Regions from separate parts of the Oryctolagus cuniculus genome. Here region 2 is linked to region 1. A link is a contact called in public Micro-C data. All regions are on one chromosome and are shown on one strand. The core of a region is the stretch at or near the end of the contact, and the rest is flanking DNA. Distances in the headings are between cores, read along the strand shown.

The links. Hi-C and Micro-C count contacts between places; a contact is called where the count stands out from the background.
Region 2: a contact with region 1 is called in a Micro-C map of ear pinna, with 5 times the contacts expected there. The contact joins two enhancer-like sites. A contact is called at or near these places in 4 of 6 Hi-C or Micro-C datasets (ear pinna, embryonic fibroblasts, psoas muscle and 1 more).

What each region holds. Positions count from the first base shown.
Region 1 is chrX:113,853,654-113,860,356 of mOryCun1.1, forward strand. It overlaps SLC9A6 (solute carrier family 9 member A6), which reads left to right. Exons shown (of 17, transcript XM_070066929.1): 14 at 3,337-3,367; 15 at 5,984-6,063. Among named protein-coding and RNA genes, the nearest start is that of SLC9A6, 43 kb to the left of the region's middle. Within about 2 kb of position 3,773, at least 1 of the 8 cell types and tissues checked has an H3K27ac peak or open chromatin away from gene starts, as enhancers often do.
Region 2 is chrX:114,021,149-114,027,851 of mOryCun1.1, forward strand. FHL1 (four and a half LIM domains 1) reads left to right here. Exons shown (of 7, transcript XM_070066941.1): 3 at 150-331; 4 at 649-823; 5 at 1,423-1,592; 6 at 2,082-2,268; 7 at 3,612-5,157. The coding sequence starts at 176. The coding sequence ends at 3,766. Among named protein-coding and RNA genes, the nearest start is that of MAP7D3, 41 kb to the right of the region's middle. Within about 2 kb of position 2,368, at least 1 of the 8 cell types and tissues checked has an H3K27ac peak or open chromatin away from gene starts, as enhancers often do.

The sequences.
Region 1 (6,703 bases), core at 2,523-5,022:
GGGAGACAGACAGAGACAGATAGAGATCTTCTACCTACTGGTTCACTCCAAATGCCCACAGTAGCTTGATCTGGGCTAGACCAAAGTGAGGATCCTGGAATTCAATCCAAATCTCCCATGTGGGTGACAGAGACCCAACTGCTCTGACACATCACCTGCTGCCTCTGGGGGCTCACATTAGAAGGAAGCTAGAATTAGAAGCAGAGCCAGGATTCTAACCAGTGCACTCTTAGGGATGCAGATGTACCAAGCAACATCTTAACCACTGTGTTGCCCAATTATTTTCTTTCAGAACCGCTTTACTGTTTATGTGACATTGGGTCTATTATAGCACTGATCTCATTCAGCCTTGTAATAATAGTGTTTTAAGAGCTTCTACTTAGAGTTCATTAATAATGTATCAGACATCCTTAAAATTTTTTAAAAGATTATTTATTTGAAAGGTGGAGTTACAGAGAGGCAGAGGCAGAGGCAGAGAGAGAGGAGAGGTCTTCCATCTACTGGTTCACTCCCCAGATGACTGCAACAACTGGAGCTGGGCTGACCTGAAGCCAGGAACCAGGAGCTTCTTCTAGGTCCCCCATGTGGGAGCAGGGGCTCAAGGACTTGGGCCATCTTCTGCTTTCCCAGGCCATAGCAGAGAGCTGGATTGGAAGTGGAACAGCCGGGACTGGAACCAGCACCCATGTGGGATGCTGACATTGAAGGTGGCAGCTTTACCTGCTACACCACAACGCCGGCCCCCTACAATATTTTAATACCTTTTCTCATTTAGTCCTTGTAGCAACTCTGGTGGATATTAGCCCCGTTTTCTAGGTGATGGGATTGCAATTCATAGGGCTGCATAACTTGGCTGAGTTCTCACAGCCAAAGCCAGTTGAGTCCAGATTTGAACACAGTACTCTCTGATAGCGAGTCCTTAGGGATTATGCTGTAGTTCTGTCCGTTTCCCTCACTGGTCTCTGAGCTCCTGGAGTACAGGGGCCATGTTTAATTCATGTCTATGCCCTGTGCCTAGTACAGTGCCTGGCAAATAATAAGTGCTCTATAAATGTTATTCAATTGCACTGGCTTCTGATAATGTTCCATCTAAGTATTACAAGTGTGCTTTCTGCAAGACCACTAGATGTCACTTGAGATGCATAGATGATGTTAGCATTTGATGTGACTAAGAAGATATTAAACAGCTTCTTGGCCATTTTAACAAAGAAAAAAATGAGCCTTTCTTTGGATTATGAATCTGGTCATGGCCTTCTGTTTCCAAATACCTGACTGTGATTCCCTTGTCTTCCAGTTTTCCCCCTGTGGTGTTAATTGTATTCTGGGATGCTACTGGTACAGCTTCTCATGCTGCTGTTTTTTCTGTGTTGTCTGCAGTACTTAACTTAATAGATAAACTTTTGAGCACCTATTGTGTGTCAGGTACTGTGCTAGACTCTGGGGATACAGAGATGAATTGAGACATGGCCTTTACCCTCAAGGAGCTCACAGTCTTTTTGGGGAGACTGACAGGTAAATAACTCTACTATACTAAGCATTTTAAGAAAGAACTCTAGGAAGTGCTGTGAAAGCACAGAGGACAAAATGATTCTGCTTGGTGGGACATAGAAATATTGGAACTTGAAAAACAAGTAGGACAGAAAATTGAAGGCAAGCTCATGTCAGCTGAGGGAATAGCAGCCCAAAGGCATGGAAGCTCAGGGGAGGACAGGTCTGAGGAGAGGGGTGGATGAATATGACTAGTATAAGGAATGTAGAGAGAATTTGGGGAAGTGAGTGTACCAAGGTGTGTTGCAGTGAGGAGGCTCTCGTTTTATACAGAGTCTTGAGTGCCACATAAAGACCTACAGATTTGGCCCTGTGGGATGTAAGCCACCCTCAGAGTGTTGTCAAAGGAGGAACCCAGTGAGTTCTGTGCTTTAGAAGCTAGCTCTTTGGAAGCCGGGCAGCTAGGAGAACCTTATGCAGCTGACTTTGTGAGTCAGAATGAGTCCCTGCCCTGGAGTGCCTGGGATGGCCAGGAGAGAAAACACCTGAGAAACAGAGGAAGAAAGAACAGTTGATAATTCCTGTGTTTAAGGGCTACAAAGGTGTCTAAGAGAACTTTTAATTATCTTTTTAAACATTTATTTTGTTTATTTGAAAGAGTGACAGAGAGAGGAAAGACAAAGAGTTCTTCCATTCACTGTTTCACTCCCCAAATGGCCACAGTGGCTAGGACTGGGAACTCTCAGTTCCAGGCTGATGCCAGGAGCCAGGAACTCCATCTGGGTCTCCCATATATGGATGATAGGCGCCCAACGTAGGGCCATCTTCTGCTGCTTTCCCAGGCGCATCAGCAGAGAGCTGGATTGGAAGCAGTGCAGCTGGGACTGGAACCAGCACTCTGATAGGGATGCTGACGCTGTATGTGGTGACTTAACCTGATGTGCCACACTACCCCCTCCCTTTTAAAAAGAGATTTGTTTGTTATTTGAAAGGCAGAACAACAGAGAAAGAGAGAGACAGAGAGAAAGAAATCTTCCATCTGCTTGTTCACTCCATTAATGGCCACAACAACTGGGGCTGGGCCAAGTCAAAGCCAGGAGCCTGGAACTCCATCCAGGTCTCTCATGTGAATGTCAGGGGCCCAAGTATTTGTGCCATCTTCTGCTGATTTCCCAGGCACATTTGCAGGGAGCTAGAGTGGAATCAGAGTTGCTGGGATTCAAACCAACACTGTAATATGGGATGCTGGCTTGTAGGTGGCAGCTTAACCTGCTTCACCACAATCACAGATCCAAAGAGAATTTCTTAATGAAGTTCTTTCCTGGGCTATGGAAAACATATTTTTAAATTATGAAGAACCAAGACTAATGTCTGTCTATTCAATGGGAAAATTGTAATTGGACCCTCTCTTCAGTCGTCATAACAGAATGTTGCCATGAGAGTGCCAAGGTCCGAAAACATGCAGCACCCTCCCAGAATTCCATTGTGGCAGCCTTGATTTTAGATCTACGTAGTCATTCTTATTCAGCAGTAGAGGCAGTGTTCTCCCTGAGTCTGCTTAAAGTAGACTTAAATTCAGGGAAGAAAATGTTGTTTTTCTGAAACCAGTAGTGAGATTTCAGCAAGAGGATCATTAGTATACTCTGCTTGCCTTAGAATCCAAGCTGTTGCTAAGGAAAGTAGCAGGAGCCAAAAATCTACATCGACAACAGCAGAGAAGCAAGAAGCTATTAACTGTTCTACATAGCTTCTGTGTTGGGAATGGTAGTTGCTGGCCAAGTATACTTTTGTAGATAGACCTTTTCATGGTTTCAAAATCTCATTTGCTCTTTGTGTTTTTTCCTTTAGGGTTGGTGTTGATTCAGACCAAGAACATTTGGTAAATATGCATTTGTGTTGTCCCTGGCATTTCTGTTGAATGTGTGGTCATTTGGAAAGAAAACATTCTACGGTAGACTTCACACTACTGTTTAGATCCTAAGCTGTTTGCCTCAGCTTTTAACTTACATCATTCCTGGCATTTGTCACTGCGCTATACAGACAGAACCAAATTTTAGGTGGCATGTGGATATCAAAGGTGATACCTTTCCTATCTGTGCACCATCCTGGCCTTTGCCCCAGAGGAGAGTAGTCTGTTAAGTGCTTCTGGGTTTTCAAGTGACTGCTCTGGCACGAGGAGCCTTTTTCCACTTTGGTGTGCGCATGAAGCCTTGTCTCTGATGTAAGCCTCACTCCAGCTGCTCTTCCTGTATAACTTTCAGTTTGGATGACCAGCAGCTGCCCTTGAGAACTGCCTAGGAGCTTGACCCAGTCTTCCCTGCTTGTACTAGGGGAACACACTTTCTTACTCTGTGCCTCAGTGTTGGCCACATTTCCTTGCTTCCTTCCTTCCACGTCTCTGTTTCTCAGTGAACCTGAGCCTGTTGGACTGACTGCAGTGTAACTGACTGCCTCTCTGAACTGACAACCCTTTTCTGGTATTTTCCATCCCCCTTTTTTACTGACTTCTGAGCCCCACTGAATACGTGACTGTACTAGATGTTAGATGAGAACTCACACAAAGTAGCTTTTTGAAAATGGAAAGTGTCTCAAAACACTTTCAAAACACAATTCTTTGTCTTAACTGAAGCTAGCCCCAGTATATGTGTCTTTAGGGTATGTTTCAAAAAAATGTTTATCGGGTTCATTTCCTAAGCGCTAATTTTGTCAGCTGTTGAGTGATGAGTAAATTTGTGTGTATGTGATATAGTAAGTACATGCCTCTTTTGTGGTCAGAACCTTAAAGTAGAATTTCATGGGCTTGAAAGCTTGCACAAACCAGGCTGGGTAAGTTCTCGTTATGCCATGCTGCAGGAATAGAGTCCCAGGGGAACTGGTTCCTCAGTGCCTCCACTCCTGTACCAAAACAAGAATCAAATCACCACAGAGGTCACAAGACAAATGCTTGACCACTGTCTGTATAAAACTACCACCTCTGTCACCTCTGTCACCACAGGGGAGAAATGGAGCGACAGAGAGAGCGCCAGGTATATGGGTACCAGTTGTAACATACAGAAAAACATCAATTTTTGCTTGCCTTAAAAACTGTTTAAATGTGTTGGTTATTCTGTTTACTCAATAATTTTGCATGTCCACTAGGAAGCACAGAGGAACATTATAGTAAGTATGGAATGGGGGGTATGGGTATCAGGTGTTCATGTGGTGAGGCCACTGTGAGAGCTATTGATAAATTGATTTTCCAGCAGTGGAGACACACAAACTACGCCTAACGATGTGAAAAAGTAATCGACAATTCAGGTGGTTTTGGGCTCTTGTAAGCCTATACAGTGTGCTCAGATGTTTTTATGTTGCCTGTGTGTGGATACATGTTGGGGGTAAAGAGTCTTTTATTTTGAGGACTAGGAGGGACATCTAAACTCTGTGCTATTTGTGGAGCTATTCATTGTTAGTGAATATTGGTGTTAGGAACAGCCTTGAGAAGTCTCTAAACCTTAGATTTTATACCTGAAGAAGTTTGGGTCCAGAGAGGGAAAAGGATGTATATAAACTAATGTTAATGAGCTGAAACTGGAACCAAAACACAGAACTGCATTACTGACTACATCCTATTACAAATAGGGACATAGATTTACTTTTGGAAGCTATTTTAAAAGATGCCTGCTTACTATGTTCATTTTCCCTCCTAACCAGTCAGCCTTACTAAATTTCCCTACTTGTTTTCATTTTGCTAGTGTTCTAAGAACATTGTAGCAACTTTGAAAAAACTGGCTACTTTTGATACTCATGACAACTCTCAAGGATGTTGATGTGATGTTTCTTATTTAAAGTGCCTGGAAGAATGAACTCTTTCAGATTTAGGAGGTGAATTACTACACACAGATTTTTAAAAATGACAGTACAGTCACAAATTATCAAGCCACCTGAGTAATAGAGGTATTCAGAATAATATTTCAGTTTCTTATTCCAAAGCTTAAAAATACATGCTATTACATTTCTTTTTTAAGATTGATTGATTTATTTAAAAGACAGAGTTACAGACACACACCCACACCCACAGAGAGAGGGAGGGAGGGAGGGAGAGAGAGAGAGAGAGAGAGAGAGATCTTCCATCCACTGGTTCACTCCCCAAATGGCCACAGCAGTTGGAGCTGGGCCGATCTGAAGCTAGGAGCCAGGAGCTTCTTCAGGGTCTCCTGTGTGGGTACAGGAGCTCAAGTACTTGGGTCATCCTCTGCTGCTTTCCCAGGAGCGCCAGCAGGGACCTGTACCAGAAGTGGAGCAGCTGGGATTCAAACCTGTGCCCATATGGGATGCAAGTGCTGCAGGTGGCGGCTTAACCCGCTACACCACAGAGCTGGCACCATGCTACTAGATTTCTAATATTATCCACATTGGAACGAATTCTTATTCTGTTTCTGATAGTTTTAAATAAATGTGGTTGTATCTTTGTGTATATACTGATTTATATACTGATTTATATATTACCTGTCTGCAGGGTGTTCCTGAAAATGAAAGGAGAACTACCAAAGCAGAGAGTGCTTGGCTTTTCCGGATATGGTACAACTTTGATCATAAGTATCCTTTTTTTTTAATTTTTTTGCCAGGCAGAGTTAGACAGTGAGAGAAAGAGTTATAGACAGTGAGAAAGAGACAGAGAGAAAGGTCTTCCTTCCGTTGGTTTACTCCCCTAATGGCTACTACGGCCGGCGCTGTGCTGATCCAAAGCCAGGAGCCAGGTACTTCCTCCCGGTCTCCCATGTGGTTGCAGAGACCCAAGCACTTGGGCCATCCTCCACTGCCCTCCCGGGCCACAGCAGAGAGCTGGACTGGAAGAGGAGCAACCGGGACTAGTACCCACTGCCCCAACTGGGACTAGAACCTGGGGTGCTGGTGCCGCAGGCGGAGGATTAGCCAAATGAGCTATGGCACCAGCTGATCATAAGATCATTGAGAAAAAAATTATAGTATGAACATGAGTAACTTCAGTTTAGTAGGCAACTGTTTTGACCATTGCTTTCTTGAAGAATACAAAACCTACCTTCAGTCTCCTGGTTCTCCAACAGTATAGTGGAAAAAGAAACCCATACAAATAAATGTCTGTGCAAAGCCAGAAGGCCAGTAGGGACTGGTTAGTACAAAAGCTGCCTATGTGGAGGGAATCCAGAACCTGCATGACATGCTTTCTTTGCTATATGGGTTTATTTATTGAGCAAAT
Region 2 (6,703 bases), core at 1,118-3,617, 170 kb after region 1:
GGGCTCCAGGGGGAAGTGGGCCCTGGTCCCCATACCCCATGGACTTGTTGACCTCACACACAGCATTGCCCAGCTGCCTCTGGGAATCCAGGCGGCAGAGTGCCCCAGCATTTCTGGAGGTCATTTGTTCTGCTCACTTGCTCCCACAGGTCCCTCGAGCTACAAGGTAGGCACCATGGCTGAGAAGTTTGACTGCCACTACTGCAGGGACCCTTTGCAGGGGAAGAAGTACGTGCAGAAGGATGGCCACCACTGCTGCCTGAAGTGCTTTGACAAGTTCTGTGCCAACACCTGTGCAGAATGCCGCAAGCCCATTGGTGCGGACTCCAAGGTAACGGTTGTCCTCACATGCAGTCAGGACAGGCTGGGCTTTCCGTGCAAGTAGGACAGCAGCTGCCTGTCATTAGTTCTTGTCACTGCAGCCATCTTGAGGCCTTGTGGCAGCCCCTTTCCATTGCTCAAGCCTTTGTGTGCTGTTCTGCGGGGTGGGGGTGCGGGGTGCTGGGACTAGAACGTAGAGCAGCCACCTCCGGCTACTCCCAGTTATAAAGGACTGTGTGATCTCAGGAGTCAGCCCCGAGGCATTCAGCCACTGCCAGGGACCCTGGCCATGCTCTCAGTGGTCTGCCTGTTCCTCTTGGTTTCCAGGAGGTGCACTATAAGAACCGATACTGGCACGACACCTGCTTCCGCTGTGCCAAGTGCCTTCGCTCCTTGGCTAGTGAGACCTTTGTGGCCAAGGACAACAAGATTTACTGCAACAAGTGCGCCACTCGTGAGGACTCCCCCAAGTGCAAGGGCTGTTTCAAGGCCATCGTGGCAGGTACTGTTCCCGTTCCACTCCGGGCTGCCAGGGAGGAGGCCCTGCGGGCAGACGTGATGCAGGATGGCTTGTCACAGTGGGGCTAACGTTTGCTGTGAGCTGCTTTGAGGTTCTAGCATATATATGTACACATATACATGCCCATATGTATGCGTACACATATATGCTCGCACACACGCACACACTCGGAGACTAAGAACACTGGCGAGAACAGCCTGTGGCAAGAGAAGGAAGTGAAAAGTAGGTAGCGCTTTCTCATTTGGGTGTAGAAAGGGATCAGAGCATGCGGCTTGGTCAGGACGTGATTGTGGGTCAGGCAGCTCCCCGTGGAGTCTCTGCATCCACACAGGGTTGTAGAGGTGGGGGAACTGGGAGTCAGCCATCTTGTCCTAAAACACTGTGGGGGGCCCCGCCCACGACAGAATCCTGGGTTGGCAGTAGCGCAAGTAGCACCTGGGTAGGTGACTTGGGGGGCAGGAGGCCACTGATTGCAGGGCCTGCATCCCCTCACCTCTGGAGGGCTGGGGGAGGGGGAGCTGAGTGGATGCAGCCCCCTGCAGAGCCTGTCAGTGGGGCTATCTGGTTGTTTCCCCCTGCAGGAGATCAAAACGTGGAGTACAAGGGGACCATCTGGCACAAGGACTGCTTCACCTGCAGCAACTGCAAGCAAGTCATCGGGACTGGAAGCTTCTTCCCTAAAGGGGAGGACTTCTACTGCGTGACTTGCCACGAGACCAAGTTTGCGAAGCATTGCGTGAAGTGCAACAAGGTACGTTTTCCAGGGAGTTCTTTGCTGACTTGTTTCGAGAAGTGTCTGACAGTTTGCAGAGCACTTGCACACACACTATCCCATTCCATCCTCACGACAGCCCTGTGACGTAGGAATTATTATTAGTCTCGTTTCACAGATGAGGAGACTGTAGGGATTACAAAGTGTCATGGCCCAGTCGGGCTGTGAGGGTGCACCCTCACTGAGCTGGCGCGGGCGGTTTGCACAGAACTCTGAGCCACACAACCTGGCTCCAGAGGCTTGCCTCTACTGCTCAGTTGCTGTGTGACCTCGCAAAGGGGCTCTCCTGCAGGCCTCAGTGTCTTCATCTGTAACTCGGGGATAATAATAGCCCCCGCCTCCCATGGCTGTTGTGGCGATTAAATGAGATACTGTCTACCAAAGCGCCCAGCACAGTGCCTGGCACATAGTAGGCATTCAACAGAAAGGTTGTTGAATCTGAATCCGGTGCTACACTCCCTGGTCTAGGCCATCACATCTGGAGGAATCACTTACCAGGATCAGCCCTGGCATGCCGATTGCTTTGTGTGTGTTACCTGCTCTAAGAAGCTGGCTGGGCAGCGTTTCACCGCTGTGGAGGACCAGTATTACTGCGTGGATTGCTACAAGAACTTTGTGGCCAAGAAGTGTGCTGGATGCAAGAACCCCATCACTGGTAGGCTTAAAGAGTCCTTGCTAAGTCTGCCAGGCTAGGTTTTGCGCATGGTAACCATCTCTCATTTTCCTATGTCGTCGGTTTCATCCACAAAGGCCCCACAGAATGCCCTTCTCCCCCTGTCATTGTGGTCCCAAAGGCCCCCAAATAGTTTGGATCTCCCATCAAGCCAAGTTAGCCTTCGCAATACAGAACACTTCCCAACTACTGCTGACTAACTAACAAGGCCGCGAATTCACAAGCCTGAGACCCATCGGGCCACAGGCAGGCAGTGCACTGTGTGGGGGTGGGGGTGGGGGTGGGGAAAGACTGGAGGTGGGATGGGGAGGATTGCTGGTTGGGAGTGGAGGATTCAGAGGGGTGGGTTCAGGGGGAGGAGATTTTTGAGGAGAGGGAGTGGGGGGAGAGAAGGGGAGGAGGAAGGGTTGGAGGAGGGGGGAGGGGGAGGGCCAGGCTGGGGAGCCATAACCTGGGATTCTAACACCCCGTAGCTGAAGGGCTAGCTCAGGGGTGCCTGTTGGCAGGGTTTTTTTTTTAATTTTTTTTGTTTTTGCGATCAGAAACAAAGCTAATCACTTCATTCCTCATCTCGCGGCCGCGATCCACGTGCCCTGGGCCCTTTCCCCTGCCTCCAATGTTCCCATCTCCCCCGGGGAGCCTTGAAATGTACATTTGAGAAGACTTTTGCCATCCTCAGGGAAAAGGACTGTGTCAAGAGTGAGCCACCCAGTCTCTAAAGCTAGGAAGCCCCCAGTGTGCCACGGGAAACGCTTGCCTCTCACCCTGTTTCCCAGCGCCAACCTCCGGGGCAGGCATCCGGGTGGAGAGAGGACTTGTCCCTCGTGGGTGGTGGTTCTTTATAGAAAAAATCGAAGCTTAGCAGCTCCTCGAGGCCCGGTAAGTGCACACCCTACAAACAGCCCAAGTTTGCCTCCTGGTGGCCACTTTGATGCCATGGCCCTGACCTAAATCAAAGAAACTGGTTATGCTGGGAGGTCCGTGCGCGACTTAGGGCGATAGTGGTGGCGTGGGAACGTGGGTTTTTTAAATCAGGGAAGCCTTTGGCTGAGCTCCGGCATCTTCTCAGGTCCTGGGGAGCCGTAGCAGGGTTGCGGCGGCGGCATGGGGGACAGTGGCGGCGCGGGGGACAGCGGCGGTGTAGCGGCATGGGGGACAGTGCGCGGTGGAGTTGGGGGGGCGGTTGCTGGGAGCTGGGCAGACACTGGCTCTGTGTGCTTGCGGCTCTGCGACGGGGGCAAGTCGTCCTTTTATCTCTCGCAGTCGCGGCTTCCTCACCTTGATTCATGCAGCTGTCTCTCTTGTTCTCTTTTGTTTTTCCACAGGGTTTGGTAAAGGCGCCAGTGTGGTGGCCTATGAAGGACAATCCTGGCACGACTACTGCTTCCACTGCAAAAAATGCTCCGTGAATCTGGCCAACAAGCGCTTTGTCTTTCACCAGGAGCAAGTGTACTGCCCCGACTGTGCCAAAAAGCTGTAACTTGCCAGGGGCTCCTGTGCTGTAAAATGGAAGTTGAATCATGTTCTTTGTGTCCTTGCACTCTGCCCTACACCATCAATAGGGAAAGAGTGGCCTTCCACCTGTTTGAAGTTGCTCCTTCTGTCTTTTCTGCCATTTTACAGTAGTGTTTCTCCAATAAAGGCACATCGTGATCACACTAGGATTTAGCAAGAAGCAAACGGTGCAGCAAAGTTCATTTCGCGCCAGCTGCCATTAGAAAACACGTTAGCTAGATTGACTCTTCTGCATGTTTATCATAGAGCAGAACAGTGCTAATAACCATTTAGCCGCTTAGTGATGTAAGCAAGAAGCATACGCGCTAAAGCCCCTGCGGAGATGCCTGTCCGGGCTCAGCCGGGCACCCCGGTAGTCATGCGACCTGACATGGCAGAGTTGCAGCAGCTGCTCCAACTCACTGCTCACCCTCTGACGGGAGCAGAAAGAGAACTAGCGGAAATGCATGGTTTCACTTCCTCAGCAAAACTCTTACCTCCCTTTCTGTTCTTTTGTGCTTTCAGATGACGAATATGAATTTCCAGAGCATTTAACAATTGAACTTAGCTGTAATTCCCAACTGACCGTTTCCCCCTACACTAACCTTTGATTGGCCCGCGGGGGCAATGTTTGCTGAGCGTTCCTACTTTAAAGCCTGGGATGTGCAGGTGATTTGGGAGGTGCAGGCAGATCTGAGAAAACGAGCCTGTTTCAGAGCAGCGCCGTGACGCTGAATACTTCTGGAAGCTTAATGATACTAACCCTGCTGCCCTTTTCATTTTTTTTAACTAATTTTTTTTTTCGTTTTAATGGATAGCAAACTAGAGTATGGGTTTGAAAAGTTGCATGAAAAATATCTTAGCCCCCTCACGCGCTCCTGCAGCTTTGACATTCACCCTACAGAAGTAAGCGCCAAGGTGGCGCAGGCGGGGTAGCTGAGCAGGCGCCACAACTGATGTCAACATGGATGTAATATGGATGTGATGCGTTTGATTCCCTTGTAACATAGTAGTTGTCTGCTCTTTGTCCGTGTGTTAAAGAGGACTGCAAAGTCCCTGCTTTTGTGATTCCTAGGACTTTTCCTCAAGAGCTTAGCTGGATCTCTGGGGGAGTGGAGAGGCCAGCGTCCTCACGGGCGGAACCGGATTTCCACCTACCACTTCCCTGAATGCAGGAACGCCTCCTTACTGTATTCCACATTCTATCTTACATAGTGTAATGAGACAATATCAGAAATAAACATGTAACGACAATGCATATTCACATTCTCGTAGGAGTGTGTAGAGAAGCTGATGCCTCATCGCGCCATTCTGTCATTGGCTGTTATCATCTAATGTTTTCCGTGTATCCTGACAAATAAAGCAGCATATGACTAACTCGCCTCCTGTCCTTTATTCCCGTCCAGGGCAATGGCTAAAGGTGAGGCTTTTGACCCACACACCACAATGCCACTTCTCCATAGTTCACGAGGATCTTCTAGCCTCAGTGCCATTGCATGCAGCATAGGGCTAATCAACCGAACACAACTGGAACATTGCTGTGATCCAATGGGAAAAAACAAGACCCTGAAAGTACTCTGAACCCACCTCCATCTCCCAGATTTTCACGCCCCCTTACAAAAAAAGCATGAACTTTCCTGGCCGGGCTGCCGGAGAGCAGGGAGGGAATCTCCTCTCCTTGGAAGAGAAGTCGCCCTCTGGAGTGTGCAGGATCCACGCCGAACACGGCCATACCTTCAACTGCCATCGCGTGGCCTTGAGCAGGCCCGTGTTCCTCCTTGTGGGGGAACTTGTGGGGAGACTACCCATTTGTGCCCTTGCCCTTCAATTAGGGCTGAGGGCTGGGGTGGCACGGGTGGAGGAGGAGGCTGGCCTGGCATCGTGGCTCCCCAGCTGCCACTGCTTCTAGCTCAAGGCCCCACACCAGCAGCAATGTTTAACCTCTGAGGCTCATGAGCGGGGGTCACCCACCTCAGTCACACTCATGTGGTCATTTCTGGATGGCACAGGGAGCCCAGTGTGATAGGAGACTGGCAAACTCTCCTTTCACTGGAGGCTCTGTAAGGCTTCCGCCGATGCCTTTCAGCTAAAGGCATGGGAGGGAGGAGGGGATGTTGGCTTTGATGGGCCCCATGCACAGGGTAATGAGAGCAAAGCGCAGGACCCCTTTGGAGCTAACATTAGCCAGCTAAGAATTAATTCACAGCTTCTTGGCAAAAAATGGGAGCGGGGGTATTTCAGATTGTGGATCATCCTCTTGTGTGTTTCCCTGGAGGAATTAGCCTGAAAAGCCTTAAACCAATGAAGAAAGTGGATCTAGCTATCTGAGGCCCAGGGACCACAGAGGTGAATTAGGGAGTTGAGAGCAGCTTCCCTCTGTGTTCCTGAGACCACAGCAAGGAGAGGTGCCAAGAGGGCTCAGGCCTGGGATGAGGAGGCCCTCAGCACCTGGCCCAGCTGCTCCCTGGGCCCTCCATCTCTGCTCACAACACTTTGGCCAAGCCCTGGGCCTTGTCAGCTTACAAACAGGTCTTCCCTTCCCAGAGCTCGGACTCCTCCCTCCCACAGCAAGACTTCTGTGACCTCCAGCTGCTGAGTGCTGGAATTCTTTCTCAGCCTCTTCCCACCCTCGCATCCCTCCTCATCGCTCCTCATCTCCCTAGGTCCTGTGCTCTAGCCCTTCAACCGTTCTATTCCCACATCATGCCCGTTACCCCTTGGCCCTTTTATCCCATTTGGCCTGCAAAACCCGAGCTGCTGGCCAGAGCTGTGCTGAGGGAAAGCTGCACTACCTGCCTCCAAGTCCCCGTCCCACCTCTGGCTCCATACTCGCACCCTGATGCCTGCCTTTGCGTCTCACACACACTAGTTCTCATCTTCACAGCCAATGCTGGCACTGCTGTCCCTGTATTTCAGATGAGAA